Regions from separate parts of the Triticum aestivum genome. Here region 1 is linked to region 2. A link is a contact called in public Hi-C data. All regions are on one chromosome and are shown on one strand. Each heading gives the region's core, a stretch centred on a gene start, on an enhancer-like site or on the middle of the called end of the contact. The rest is flanking DNA. Distances are from core to core; before and after follow the strand shown. Region 1 has its middle 20 kb from the start of LOC123042053. Region 2 has its middle 45 kb from the start of LOC123042052.

The links. A called contact is a pair of places that touch in the nucleus more often than the background predicts.
Region 1: a Hi-C map of leaf shows a contact between it and region 2, with 2.7 times the contacts expected there. The contact joins two enhancer-like sites. A contact is called at or near these places in 2 of 5 Hi-C or Micro-C datasets (both in leaf).

Annotation. Positions count from the first base shown.
Region 1 is chr2B:680,623,366-680,626,392 of IWGSC CS RefSeq v2.1, reverse strand. No RefSeq gene overlaps it. Among protein-coding and RNA genes, the nearest start is that of LOC123042053, 20 kb to the left of the region's middle. Within about 2 kb of position 1,657, at least 2 of the 8 cell types and tissues checked have an H3K27ac peak or open chromatin away from gene starts, as enhancers often do. A contact at or near this core is called in leaf, where this site is marked.
Region 2 is chr2B:680,572,619-680,575,716 of IWGSC CS RefSeq v2.1, reverse strand. No RefSeq gene overlaps it. Among protein-coding and RNA genes, the nearest start is that of LOC123042052, 45 kb to the right of the region's middle. Within about 2 kb of position 1,301, at least 1 of the 8 cell types and tissues checked has an H3K27ac peak or open chromatin away from gene starts, as enhancers often do. A contact at or near this core is called in leaf, where this site is marked.

The DNA.
Region 1 (3,027 bases), core at 408-2,907, 50 kb before region 2:
AATACAAGTGCAGACATATGTCATATGGTTCCTCCTTATATTTTTGCCACTGGGTTTTTAAAGGAGTTTTCGGTGGCATATCATTATGATGTTTCTCCTCAAATTTTTCTCACAGGATTTTTAAGAGGAGTTTTTGGATTGCAATATACAGATGACGAATTGACCAAGGGGGAGTGTTAAGAAATAAAATATGTGATCAATTGTATGGGAGGGATGCCTTCCAGGAGGTGTCTGTTGGGGAAGAGGTGTCTCCCCAACACACCCCTTCAAGCTGTATATAAGTGGGTCTCCCACATTACAATGGACTAAAAGAATCATTTGTGTCTCTTCTTTGTCTTCTTTACTTTGATATTACAATAAAAACGACGGGCAATCCTGCTATTTTCGGGCGAGGTCGACCAGGAGACGTCGCTCTTCAAGGTCCATGCACGCTGTGCTATTTTCTGAATAGTAGAAATGTAGCTGTAGTTGAAAACTCTCAAAATTACAATTAGCAACTACCTATACAAAAGTTACTAAATTCGAGGAGCGTTTTGTATCGTGAAAAAAGGGTCATGCAACTCGGTTTAAAAACCAAGTGCATACAGCTCGTTATTCTATAGCCAATTTGTAAACCGTCAGCTTCTACTAGACTGGCACCATATCATACGAAAACATGATACATGCGCAGCCTTTTTTTTTCTTTGAGGGGACATGCGCAGCCTTTTAGTATTCGCGTCTATAACCATTGCAGCAGACTTCGTGCATCTAGTCGGAAACTTGGGCACCAATATATTCCGGCTGTACTTGAGTGAGTAATAAGATGAAGATTAGGCAGCTTTGCTTAAACTAGTGTATACGCTTAGTGATGATAGTTAGCGCACGACAATAATAGACATAAATGCCTATCGTGCAGTGTGCTCTATGTTATTTTGCTTATATATCACACGAGGGATGAAGAAAAGAAAAGAACAAAAAATCAAAATCTCGAGGTCCCCTCTTTAAGTTATCATCATACGGGAGGCAACCTTAGCTGTGGTGCATCCGTGTGAGCGTGCATGCACGCGACAGCAGCAACTTGTGAAGAGTGGACTCAGCGCACACACTTGCAGATATTGTATACGCTCTCGGCCCGTGCCCCACTCAAGCGCGTGCACCAGCTTGCCGCAGCTGCAAGCAATGGGTGCAGCCATTTGCAGTCTCATAAACTTCAGGCTGGAGGATGCTGCTACATAAAAAGGAGAGATACTGCCAGCCAATTGCAGTTGCGGTTGAGCGTTTGAAGGGATCAACTCAAGATTTCGTTGGCACTCACCTCGCACTCGCAGTCCACCGTTCTTTTCTGCCGGCGAGGTAGGCAGGCTTCGTCCCGGGGGGCAGCTTTGCTCGAGATCTGCGTGCAATTTGTTTTTACAGCTTCCTCGAGTAGTAACACTGATGCATCGGACGTAATCATCGGAGTACGCGAACATGGGGAGAAGATCGACATCTTTCTCTGTCTCCGGGAGTAGAATGAAAATACACACAAATTTTAATTTTTTTGCTGGCACGCACGGTGATCTCTTGGAAGTATTCGCGGTCGACTGGTGATCGAGCGCCGACCACAACAGCTCACCTTGGCTGCGGAGTGTGTAGTACGAGCAACGCATTGGAGGCTTCCGAAGAAAAGAGAGGACGTGCACGACATCTCTTGCTGCGTACTCGGTGAGTCACGCACGGGCTACTTGGTGGTGACGCGGCACATCATTGCTCGTCGTATGTCAACACCAACGAGTGCGCCAAGCAGCCATGGCGCATCATCTCCTCGTGGCTGTGACTCAGCAATGGGTGGCGAGAGAGACGTATACAAAAGAAAAAGAACATACGGACGCACACGCTCAGCCAATCTGACGTGTGAACTTGTGATATTTTTCTATGCTCGGCGTTTAGCTTGTTCGACTCACGCATTGCAAAGCTTGCTTCGATTAGCTTTCCACAAGTGGTTGGTAGTGACGTACGAACCTGTCTTTAGCAAAGGTATAGTTGTTGTTAACTTGTGAGTACTATGACAATGAGTGGGTGCTGTTTAATCCCAAACTTTGCCTTCCTCATCAACTGAGTTGACATTACAGTGACAACGGAAAAACATGATGGTTTTCAGTGTGGGGAAGTCATCAGCGGAAAGACAGTGATGTATGGTTTAGTATAAAAGGCTACGGCAAGCTTCGTCATTCCCTCCCACTCCTACTTGAAAGTGCACTAATTCAACTATCAGTAAGTAAGGATTGGATTCCATCCGCTCAATTTTACGAACCTTGTCATAAGGCAACTGTGTTTCTATTAAAAAAGAAAGACGATCTACTTTAGAAGGAACACTAAACCATATATTAATTTCATCGAACTCGAGCTAAAACCACCAATGTCCCACACTACCTCGCCAAACTATATCTGGAGGGCCAGCTGACAACACAGACACACTGAAAAAGAGCGCAATAATCGTCAAACGGTGAAGCCAAAGCCAATGGGAAGTGGTTCTGCGCATTGTCGATACATAAGAAAGACCAATCGTCGCACCCTCTATCGACGCAACGAAGTTAAGATTGTATCGTGCTTACCGTGTAGACTATGCTTGAAGATCGGCTTCATCCTTAATTTTATAATATAAAAAAGTGAAAAGGCCAACGGCCTTATATTTAGCAGCACACGACTTTACAAAAACACCTTTAAAGAAATTGAAAAACACATTCAAGTTATTGGTGCCTCTGTGCTTGTCCAACATGTTCCTTGTGTTTGTTTGTTATAGTGTTGGAACCCTAATTATCAGCACTAAGATGCCCCGTTACTTTAGTAGCCCAAGTCTTTTTTCCTCTCACATACATCAGCGGCACGCCATGGGCAAAGCTTGCTGCCAAATCTGGGCCCCGTCTGAGCGGGGCAAACTTTTGAAATCAAGGAGCCTATAGAAGCAACGATCGGAAATCATCGATATAGACTAGAAAATGCCATTGGCCACAATTCGCAATGGCAAATCGCCACTCCGGAAGAGAAAATGTCAAATATGGCATGTAG
Region 2 (3,098 bases), core at 52-2,551:
CGTCTCCCTGTAAATTAATGCATGAAACCATTTATGTCAGTCAGTTATTATTTTAATATGTAATGTATGTAAGTTTCAAAACTTACTTTGCTGGAGCTGTCATCATGAGATGCATCAATGTGCGATTTGTCACTTTCATCGTCCACAATATTCCTCACAAAGTCCCCGTCCTCGTCCATCTGCGCACATTTCAAAAAAATACATGTAAGCGCTCATATGATTATTATGTCATTTCTTCTCTGATTTTTTTAAAAACATACCCGAAGTGCACTTTCAGCAAATGAATCATCTATATCCATATCATCATCGTCGTCGTCATGTCGCTGCATGATGCAAAAAAACATGTAATTGTCCGTGCGGTTTATCATATTTATTGTTTTTATCAACATTGATCACACCTACATTGCCACTCTAAGATTCATCCAAACTCATGTAGTTCTCCTCAGCAGGTTCATCCATATTCAGTGATGAGGTTTCGGTGTCCTCATCGTAATCATCGCCATCATAATTGCCCTCCTCCTCTAACTATACATGTTTAAAAAAAATTCTAAGATCAATCAAACACCATGTAACATCATCCCTAAAATAATTTGTTCATCAAGCACAACGACGTCTCAAACCAACCTCTTGCACGGCGGCGAGGATTTCAGCTGGATCCATTTTGTCCGATGACGAACGCGCTGAGGGCGTGACGTTGATGGCCGGCCGAGGCAGGTGTCGACGGCGTGAGGACGATGGCCGGTCGTAGCAGGCGGGGTGCACGGAGGAAGGCGACGATGAAGATCACGGGTGGGCGGCCATCTGGGCGACGGGAAAGGAACGCGGCGGCAGCGGCAACGGCGTCGGGGCACGCGCGGCGGCCTGTTTGGGCGGCAACCCGGGCAACGGCGACTTCGTGCAGACGGGGTCCGACGTGGAGACGACGTGGATGCATTTAGGGTTTAGGGTTACGACGGCGGGCGTCGGCGGCTACCGTGTCGTTTTTTTTTCAATAACTATCGACGTCAACGTAAAGATGTGCGGACGTACGGCGGCGACGTACGGCGACGGGTGTGGATACGTGAACGGCCGTACGTACAGTGACGGATGCGGCATACGCGGGCGGGCGTATGACATCGCGCGCGGACGTACGGCGTCGGGGTGGATATTCCTATGGCTAAGGGAAGCGGTTCAACTAGTTGGGCCACGTAGTTCATGGCTTCCCTTCCGGACTAGTTGGGCCACTAGTTAGCATGCTTGGGTGTACTGCGGTGGTTGGCTCCATGGCTAAGGTGGGCCACGTAGTCGGCTCCACCACAACGAGAACGACAACGGAGGAGTTATGAGTGACGTGGATGGGTTCTTTATCTAGAAACGAAGAGGACAGATGAGTCTCTGTAAAATGTCCATGTCGACGTATAGAAAACCGGACGATTGATCAGGACTGGAAATACTGGCACCTGTTCGTAAATATAAGTCATTTTAGAGATTTTAATAAAGACTACGTATTGAATGTATACAAGGATATTTTAGAGTTTGGATTAACTCATTTTGCTTCGTTTGTAGTTCGCATTGAAACTCTGAAAAGACTAATATTTTTTCCAAACGAAGGTAAAAGATTTGCCTCTTTAATTAAAAAACAGTTTTGCTAGAACTCATCTAGATGAGATATAATTTGGTCTCATTCATCTTTTATAGCCATTGAATGTGACGTAGGTTGTATTTGTTTTTGTTTTCAAAGTGAATGAGATCAAATTATATCTCATCTAGATGAGTTCTAGGTACCCCATTATATAAAGAAAAGAATAGTTTAGAGTTTTTTACAACGCACTCACAGATGCGGCATGGCAATTACTCGCACACTATGATATTCCCTAGTTTCTTTGCGCCATCACCCAAAGTTTTGCATCTTCTAAAATGTTGGCAAGAAGAATCGTCGGCGGTGTGCTTTTGTGGCGGAAAACACGGGCATTTCTCTTGTTCCAAAATACCCAAGAAACGAGCATGGTGAGGGAGGCCATTGCGTTTCGGTTAGGAATATTATTGTCGGTTCTACTTTGCCACCACGCGTTGACGGTTTCATCCAAGTGCCACTCGGAGGTGTCCATGTGTGCAAGTCCAAGCTTCTCTATGCGACACTTGAAGAAAAGATGTGCCCCCGTTTCATGTTCCCTCTTGCAAAGCGGGCCCACAGTTTGGCCAACCACACTTCTCCAGACGATTGGTTGTCCAAATCCTATCTTGCAAGGCTAACCAAGCAAAGAATTTAACCTTCGAAAATGCCCAAGCCTTCCAAACCATGCCGTTCATGGGGGAGAGGGTCAAGCCTAGAAATTGAGCCTTGTAGGCGGAGCTCGCCGTATATATCCCGTCATTCGCATGCTTTCAAATGATATCATTTTTCGCTTGCATATTAAGGCGGAGTCATGCAAGAGCATGCAAAGGTTGAGGAATTTCGAGATGTGGTTGGCTAGAAACGGAGGGAGTAGCAAAAGAAATGGGAGTAGGAGTAAGTATGGGCGTCAATAATTTACGCAAGCATCCGCTGTGCGACTTGTCGGGAACGAAGGCATCAAATCTATCTTTGGATTTCTTAAAAGTAAAATCTACCTTTGGATTAAACTAATGCAAATGTCGCGGGTAATTAGGGTTCCAGCACCTTAAGAAACATACATAGTGGAGGCACACATGGTCAGGATGCTATAATGACAAGACATAGCACAAAAGAAGCTTGGCGGTATATCATTCGTGTCATTTTCAGAAGAAGGAAAAACTATGCACAAAAGAAAACCAGAAAATAGATCGATGCACTTTTTCACCGGTCGGTGCTCCATTCAGGAATCATGGGATGAGGACGTGCCGTGCATGCGCGCCACGGTGCCAGGCAGCACCTTGGTACCACCAGCCGAGACCATGGTTGCTTGGCACGCGTACACATCTTGTCTGCTCGATCAAACGCAATGAGCTAGGCACTGCAATGAGCATGTCACACGCCATGCAGCCGCTGGAGATTTGGTAGTACGCTGAAAACTTTGGGGAGAGGCTGCCAGGTGGTCTCACCATCGCGGCTGCCGGCCACGCTTCGGACCAAGGGGGATGCACCTTGCAGGGTGCAGTTA